Linked DNA regions of Zea mays: region 1 is linked to region 2. Evidence: chromatin contacts called from public Hi-C data. All regions are on one chromosome and are shown on one strand. Each heading gives the region's core, a stretch centred on a gene start, on an enhancer-like site or on the middle of the called end of the contact. The rest is flanking DNA. Distances are from core to core; before and after follow the strand shown.

Evidence for each region. A called contact is a pair of places that touch in the nucleus more often than the background predicts.
Region 1: a contact with region 2 is called in a Hi-C map of tassel, with 2.7 times the contacts expected there. The contact joins the promoter of LOC103626243 here to the promoter of LOC100384416 in region 2. A contact is called at or near these places in 4 of 25 Hi-C or Micro-C datasets (ear, leaf and tassel).

The regions. Positions count from the first base shown.
Region 1 is chr5:37,867,042-37,871,020 of Zm-B73-REFERENCE-NAM-5.0, reverse strand. LOC103626243 (protein OPAQUE1-like) reads right to left here and starts at 1,456. Exons shown (of 38, transcript XM_008646644.2): 1 at 1,149-1,456; 2 at 847-990; 3 at 437-582; 4 at 195-351; 5 at 28-86. The coding sequence starts at 1,283. LOC109939462 (a long non-coding RNA gene) reads right to left here. Exons shown (of 2, transcript XR_002261917.1): 1 at 3,926-3,979; 2 at 1,623-1,856.
Region 2 is chr5:37,505,560-37,509,673 of Zm-B73-REFERENCE-NAM-5.0, reverse strand. It overlaps LOC100384416, which reads left to right and starts at 2,731. Exons shown (of 18, transcript NM_001362362.1): 1 at 2,731-3,501. The coding sequence starts at 3,101.

The sequences.
Region 1 (3,979 bases), core at 207-2,706, 360 kb before region 2:
AAAATTAATGAAAGAATTAAAGTTCACCTGGAGTTATCATTTCTCACTGTCCGTGCATTACCAAAAGCTTCCAACAGTGGATTTGACTGCATTGAAATGTGAGAAGGATAGATGCAGAGTTGAGAAAACATAAAGCCTTCTACAGGGCATGTTAATCATGCACCAAAAGAATTGATGAGAAAACTGAATGTTACCTCTAGAACTTGTTGCTCCACAGAGCGGATATCACCAATTGCACGCCCGCCAACAAAAGTAAGATATCGCATAATGAGTTTGGTGGTCTCTGTTTTTCCAGCACCACTTTCTCCACTGACTAATATGGACTGGCTGCAGTTCTCGCTAACCATTGCTCTTCAAGAAAGAGAAATATACCATGTAAAACTCCATATTCTAATTTCTCGCTAACACACTGCAAGCTGGTTTCCATGTTCCGTACCTGTAAGATGCATCAGCAATGGCAAAAACATGTGGACTCAATTCACCAAACTGCACACCTCTGTACTGTTCCATCATATGCATATCATACATATGAGGGAGCTTTGCAAAAGGATTTACAGCGATCAAGATGCGCCCTGTGTATGTCTGAAGAAAAAACAGAACCGTTGGAATAATGTATGGCACATAGAACAACAACATTAGCAGCATGTTCCCACAAAACACAACATATGGCTAAGCACATATCGACAAAATAATCCCATCTTCCACATATATTGGACCCATACATGATCTTACACGAGGCCACTAGCCCACGATCCTCCTAGAAGGACTTTTTACAGGATACGACTATTGTACAACCAATGGACATTGTGAGATTAAAGAGAGAGTGCAAAAGATGGAGACACTCACGTAGATTTCGTTGAGCCTGTATCGGAGTGCGAGGTTGCAGAGCACCCCAGGCTCGTGGAGGTAGACGAGCTTGGTCATATCGTCGACGCCCCCAAGATCGGCCTCAGTGTCCCGCGGCAGGACCTTCCTACCGTCTACTATAGCCTGCCCACAGGCCACACCACAGCCCAGACACAGAGATAGCCAAACGGACAAACCAACCCAGCAACGAAGTTAGCTGTTCGACGAACACCTAGGCTGCAACGCACGCAGCGGAGCTTGGAAATCGAAACAATGGGCTGTCTGAGTCGTTGCGCTCTCACCTTAACACCGGTGGATAGGACGACAGTGACATAGGACGGCGAGGACGGGGAGGCGGGCGAGGACACGACCTCGGCCTCGGCCCAGGCGAGGTCTGGGTGTTCCACCCACACGGCGGTGCCGGGACGGAAGATCATCGCGGCAGAGGCGGGGGTAGGCGTCGCAGTGGTGGCGCTGCGGCTTGTGGGGGATTCCAGGCGGTTGGAGTACGACTGCCCATACGGAAGGAGAGGTGGTCGGTTTCAGAAAGGGAGGGAGATGGCGGAAGTTGCGCTCTAGCGCCCGCGTGTGGGACGAACCGGCCGTTGGAGGAAACGGCGGGGCAGGAGAGAGAACGTGTGGAAGACGATGGATCCGAGCAATTTTTGGGCAGCAGAGATTATTTATTATTTAGGACTTAAAACGAATGTCATCCGGTTTTAGAAGGCGTACGTGACGATTACATAAATAAATATTATTGGAAAGTGCTCAAATAATAACATAAAAAGATATTAATTTATTACATCATAAAGTTGAAGACATCCGCATAGTCATCAACTTAACGAGTAATCAAAGTGTTAAAGTAAAACGTAGTAAAGATAAGACATTCACAGGAAGCTAATTGGGGGTTGATATTAATCTAGTCTAAAACTTCTCGAAGTTCTAAAACTCTTGTAAGTCCTCCAGGTTGCCTTCGTCTTCTCCGGAGCAATTATTGCAATGTGGATAATCTGGTGTTTTGTATTAAAACAAGGGTGAATACACATCAACGTATCCAGCAAATACTATATTTGGCTGAAGTGAACTAGCTTTACGTGAAGTTAGACTAAAAGCAAATTGCTTTTACTTAGTTAAGTTTTACTCATTATAATAAGTCAAGTTTTATCATAAAACATAGTTGTTATCCCAAGGGACATATCCTCGTAGAGGAAATATCAGAGTGTATCAGCATCATCATCATAAAATCATCATCATGAATGTATCCAGATTATCCTTAATCAAAGAGGATCCCAAGACTGCTCGCAACCGTGAGCACGTCTAATATACCAGTTTCTAACTCTCTGTATATGTCGCACACTTTACCATGACTTGTGATCCCTTTTTGCTTTGGGTTGTATAGACCTTAAACACTCCCAAGGTGAGTCGGCAAGGTTTCACTATGTAGCCTTTACAAAGATTTTCTAGAGGTCATAGTCGCTCGTTAAGTTTCTCTAATTTGATAAACACAATACCTCTCCTCGTAGGGGTGACTAACAAAAAACAAAATGAAAAAACCTCAGCACCCAGCCTCGGCAGAGCAAGCACTGTTCCTAGACCCCATTGATGACACAACGATAAAGCAACTACACTTCTAGTTCCTCTAATTAATTAGCTAAGGGCGTCCCATTTCACCATCATGGATACACTATTTTCCCGGGTGATCTTTCACCGAACTGATCCTTACGCAGAAGTACTCGAAAAATAGCCCGAGCCTTCTTAAGTATCACAAGTTCATCATCATATCCAGAATAAAAGTATCGTATCATAAAAGTAATCTCATCATGTTCATTTATTAAAGTAGAGCATCGGTATAATGTTGATCATAATAGCCCAACCCAAAAAGGTAATCAAGAACAGGGTAAATGTAAAGGTAGTCAGTCCTTAGGTTGATCATGGTACGTGGGAGAATGAATTATGAAATGAATAAGACATAATAGTCAGTCCTCAGGCTGCTCAAGTGCTTCTCCTGTAACTTCTTCGAGAAACATGGACTGCTTATTGTGTACGCAAAGCGATCATACATTCAATACACTTGGAGAATAGCAAAAGAACAGTACACCAAACATACGCAACAAGGCAATACAACATTATATAAATAGAGTTAGTTTGTTGATGACATAAATCATTAGGGTGTGTTATGGTTCTAGAACTAGGACATTTACTATAGTCCTCTTTCCTTAAATCATTTAATTAAGACTATACTTACTTTATTCCAACTAGGGACTAACCATCAATTAAAATACCAAAATAGTATATGAACATACCGCTAACACGTAGACAGAATTACCATGAGAATTATGCAATTTGAATCACCTAATTCGGAGTTTCTATGCAAATGTTATAGGGTTTTCAAGTTTTGGGGACCAAAACGCAAATAACTATAGATTTCAGGGGCTAATATTGGGTTTTCCTATACTCAGGCTACATGCACGCAATTTCAAAGAAAAACGAGGGTCTCGACGAAAAAGCGCATGGGCGCCGACGCGGGTAGGGCACGTGGCAGCTGATTACTTGCCGGATCTGGTCGTATGGCGGGCTACACGGTCGAGGGTGTGGGGATCCCACGGGATATGGGATGGCATGGGGCTGATCCGGTGTGGATGCGTGTCCGTGTGGGCAAGCCCGTGTGGCCCCTCGGTGGCCGGCACGTGGCTAGGCTAGACGCGTGCGGCAGTGCGCCAGCGCTTGATGCGCATGGCTAGGGGCACTAGCAGCGACACGGGCGAGGGGCCCTCAACGGCACGCTCGTGCGGCGTTGGCGCGCGCGGCTGAGAGGACCCACCGGTCAGCTACTTCGGCTGGGCGTGCGGGGATAAAAGAAAGAGAGGGGGCTACCGATGGGGGTGTCCTATAAGAGCTTCGTCTAGCCCTAGCTGCACGACGGCGAGAATTGTGGACATTGCCATCATGCGGGGGAAAGGGATCTCGTCGGCTGTCCGCCGGTGGGACGCAATGAAATGGCTCGGACGCGACCGCGTGGAGCAAAGAGGGATACAACAGAAGGGAAGGGAGGAGGAAAGGGCGAGCAGGTGGTTCTCACCTCGAGCGGAATCCGGTCGGGGTAGCACCATGGATGGTGATGTTTGACGACAGT
Region 2 (4,114 bases), core at 1,482-3,981:
AACAAATTAATATTGCGAGGGGCTACTGTTGGGGACCTTCGGCATCCGAAGGTCCTCAAAAACAGGATTTAACAGTATTTCTGGAGTATAATGTGTGAACAGGTATCTTCGGATTCAAGTCCATCACAGTAGACCAGAGTAATACGAAAGTTGATACAGGGCCGAAGGTGTGAGCAGGAAAGCTTCGGCGCGGTAGCAACAAGTGAAACCGACTTAAAGATGAAAAGGCTATTTAAACCTCGACAGATTACTATAGAATTATTATCAAGTGTAAAGGGCATGAATGTAATTTTGTATGGGTTGTGTCCCGTGCCTATAAATAGAAGAACAGTATCCCCGTACTGTTCACGCTGACTTGGCATTCGCTTTTTGCGTCACACTTGTACTGTCATCTCCTTCCGATTGAAGGTACAATTGTAATTCAACGATATTTCTGTTTATGCCTAATAATAATATATAATTGTCCATGCTGTCTTTTATATTCTTCACATTTCATCCTTCGTCATTGTTTAATGAATTTATGAAGGTACGTCATTCATAACCTTCGTCCGTAAACCATTATGCCCTAAGGGAAATAATGCTTCGAAGGACGAAGGACTTTAACGATTAACATTTTCTATGTTGCCTTGTTCTTAACTCATAGCACTTGAGAACAAGTCCCCAACAGTGATCCCGTAAAAATCAAACACTAATAGCCACAAAACTTCGTTATGAGTGTTAGTACGGTTAAGTAGCTTGAAGCGAGTTCTTGTGAACAAAAACAATCACAGAGAGATCAACACAAGACACACGTTTTTTATTCCGTGGTTCGGCCAAGTAACACTTGCCTACTTCCACGTTGTGGTGTCCCAATGGACGAGGGTTGCACTCAACCCCTTTCAAGTGATCCGATGATCAACTTGAATACCACGATATTTTCCTTAGAGTATTTTCCCGTTTGCGAGGAATCTCCACAACTTGGAGTCTCTCGCCCTTATAATTGAGATCACAAAGAAAGCACAGAGTAAGGTTGGGAAGAGCAACACACACAAGACTCAAATACGCAGCACACTCACGCACACAAGTGAAGACTCGAGCTCAAATGACAACACAGGGAGTTCGCGACTCGAATGGAGCTCAAATCTCTAACACAACAAAGCGAATGCGCGGGAGCAGAGTCTGAATGCCTTAGAATACTTAGTGAATGCTTGGGGTACTTCTCCATGCGCCTAGGGGCCCCTTTTATAGCCCCAAGGCAGCTAGGAGCCGTTGGAGGCCAACTTGGAAGGCCAAACTTGCCTTCTGTCGGGTGGTGCACCGGACAGTTACTGTAGCTGTCAGGTGCGCGATCTCCTTCCTTTTCTGGCACATCCTACCGTTGGTCCTCGGGATCGGTTGGCGCACCAGACACTGTCCGGTGCACACCGGACAGTCCGGTGTGCCCTAACTGACCGTTGCTGCGGGCCACGTGTCGCCCGCGGATTGCTGGACCGACCGTTGCGCTGGCGACCGTTGGCTCACCGGACAGTCCGGTGCACCACCGGACAGTCCGGTGAATTATAGCCACGTCGCCTTTTTGCTTTTCCCGAGGGCGACGAGTTCGCCGCTGATGACTCATCGGACAGTCCGGTGCACCACCAGACGGTCCGGTGAATTATAGCCGTACGCCGCCGTCGAGTCCTGAGAGTGGCCTTTTCACGCGGACCAGCCTGGCGCACCGGACACTGTCCGGTGCACCACCGGACAGTCCAGTGTGCCAAGCCGAGCTGGAGTTGGCTGCACAGAGCCAAGTCTTTTTCCAATTCTTTTCTTCCTATTTCTAGCACTTAGACAAAATACATTAGTACTCAAAACAATGACTAAGTCTAGAAACATACCTTGTTATATGATTTGCACTTTTTATTTGTTTGGCACATATGAACTCACTTACTATGTGTTGGACACTTAATCACCAAAACATTATAGAAATGGCCCAAGGGCACATTTCCCTTTCACCTTCTGAGGACTGCAGACGAGGAGGAGATGGCGGACGTGACGACGCGGGCGTGGGATGGACGGGCGGGGATCGCGGTAGTGAGAGACGATTGCGGGAGACAGAGGCGGGGGCGTGCTTCACCAAAAAAGGTGGACGCCCACTCTACCATTATATAGAGTAGTAGAGATATGTATGAAAAATGACATTTTATGATAGTAATAGTAGGTTATAGAGCGATTATTTAGAGAGAACCGTTATGGAAGGAAGAAAGTAGGTGATGAGGTGAGGTATCTGCATAGTGCGATAAAGGGAAAAATTAAAGTTATTTGGTTTAAAGAATCACTCCATCTAAAATTATATGATGTATCTTAAGTCTATTGCTTAAATTTAGTGGAACGATCCTATTCATGGTATTAGTACTAACAAACAATAAAAAAAGAGTGCACCGGGAAAAAAAATTGGTGCAGCCGTCTGCAAATTTGAATGTTTGCAGTCCCTCACAAAAAAGAGGATATACCCTACCTACAGGTGCAACAACACAATTAAAACGTTACCTGATAAACCTGTAGGTGGGGTCTATTCTCCTTTTTGTGAGACAGACTGTAAATATTCTGGTTTACAGCCCGCTGCAGCAAAATTTTTTCCAATAGCAAAGCCTAAGCAAGAACACGGTCCAGCAGAAAACTACTCCACTGGCATCTGGCCCCGATGCCCCGGGCCCTACCCGTCAGTGTACCGAACCATATAATATGGCCGCGCCGCATCACCCCCTCGATCCGAGCCGTCCCTCTCACCCTTCCCTGATCTACCTCCCTAGCCTGCCGCCACCACCGTCGTCTCTGCGCCGCGCAGATCCGCCCTGCTGGTGCGGCACCACTCGAGCATACGTGTACGGACGCGACGAGACGTAGTCCCCGCCCACCTCGCCGAGGACTCGTTCCTGTTTCGTGCGCGCCAGCACTACCGGTGTCCGTGCGTGGCTGGGCCAGGTCGATTCGACCGAATCCGGTGGAGTTCACCGTACCGTGGTGTCAAATCGGTGAGTTCCATAGTGTTACGCGTGGGGGAGGAGCGTTCGGGTCTGTCTGGCCGGAAGTGGCGCTGGGATGGCTCTAGGGTTTGGTTTTGATCTTTTGGCCTGAGGGCATGGCGAATGAGGGCCGGATGAAGGGCGTGCAGGGCGTTGGGGGTGGAACTGGTGACGAGGAAGATGGGAATGAGGAGGTGCGAGAGGAGCTGGAACTCGCGCTATCGCTGGGGTGGCGAAGCTGGCACCTCCCGCCGCGGCAGGAGCCCGCTCCCAGCTCACATAACTGGACGGCGGTTCTGCCGGAGTGGAACCCCGACGCCGCTGGTAGCTCGCATGATGCGAAAACGGCCTTGGGCGGACAATCTATCCCTTCTCTCAGGTTCCGAGACATGTTGGGTGGTATCCTAGACGCCTCCCATGCGGGTGGCAGTGTGGAGGTTGGGTGGGGCAACCTGGACGAAGAGGATGAAGACAGAGACCTGCAGAATAAACGGCTTAGAGTACAACACTTTGGCGAGTAAGTTATGCGAATATTGCTCCTCATTTTTAGTATTTTGCATGCTGTGGAGTTTTGGTTGTTTAATTGTTTCGTTTTTCTAGATCCCATTGATAGTAGTTTTGGTAAAACCTGCCTAGTGAAATTGAAATGAAGCTGCGCTTCATGCACTATGTAGTTGATGTGGAATTGCGATCTAAGGTCTTGTTCTTTTGTGTGTATTTGGAGGATACCTAAGATATATTTTGAACTCAAGCATGAGAATTTATGCAGTGCATTTTTGGATGTACGGGTATGTTGAAATGTTGAGCCCATTCTAACAATGATATCAATGGGCATGTTTGGTTCGCTGCCTCACGCCTAAGTTTAGGCAAGTTTGACCAAGGTAGGCATGTGTTTGGTTTATAGCCACAGTTTAGCCAAGACTATTCTCCCGCTGCATAAACTTGTAAAAGTGTGACAATATTTCCTTAGGCGTGGCAAACTGTGGCACATAATTTAAGTGCCTAACTTTAGTCAAGTGTGGCTTAAAATGTGTGGCAATTTTTAACATGTAAAGTATAGAACCAAACTGTATTGAATTAATTGCAGGATATTTAGGGCCTGTTTGGCATGACTCTGCTCTACTTTGGAG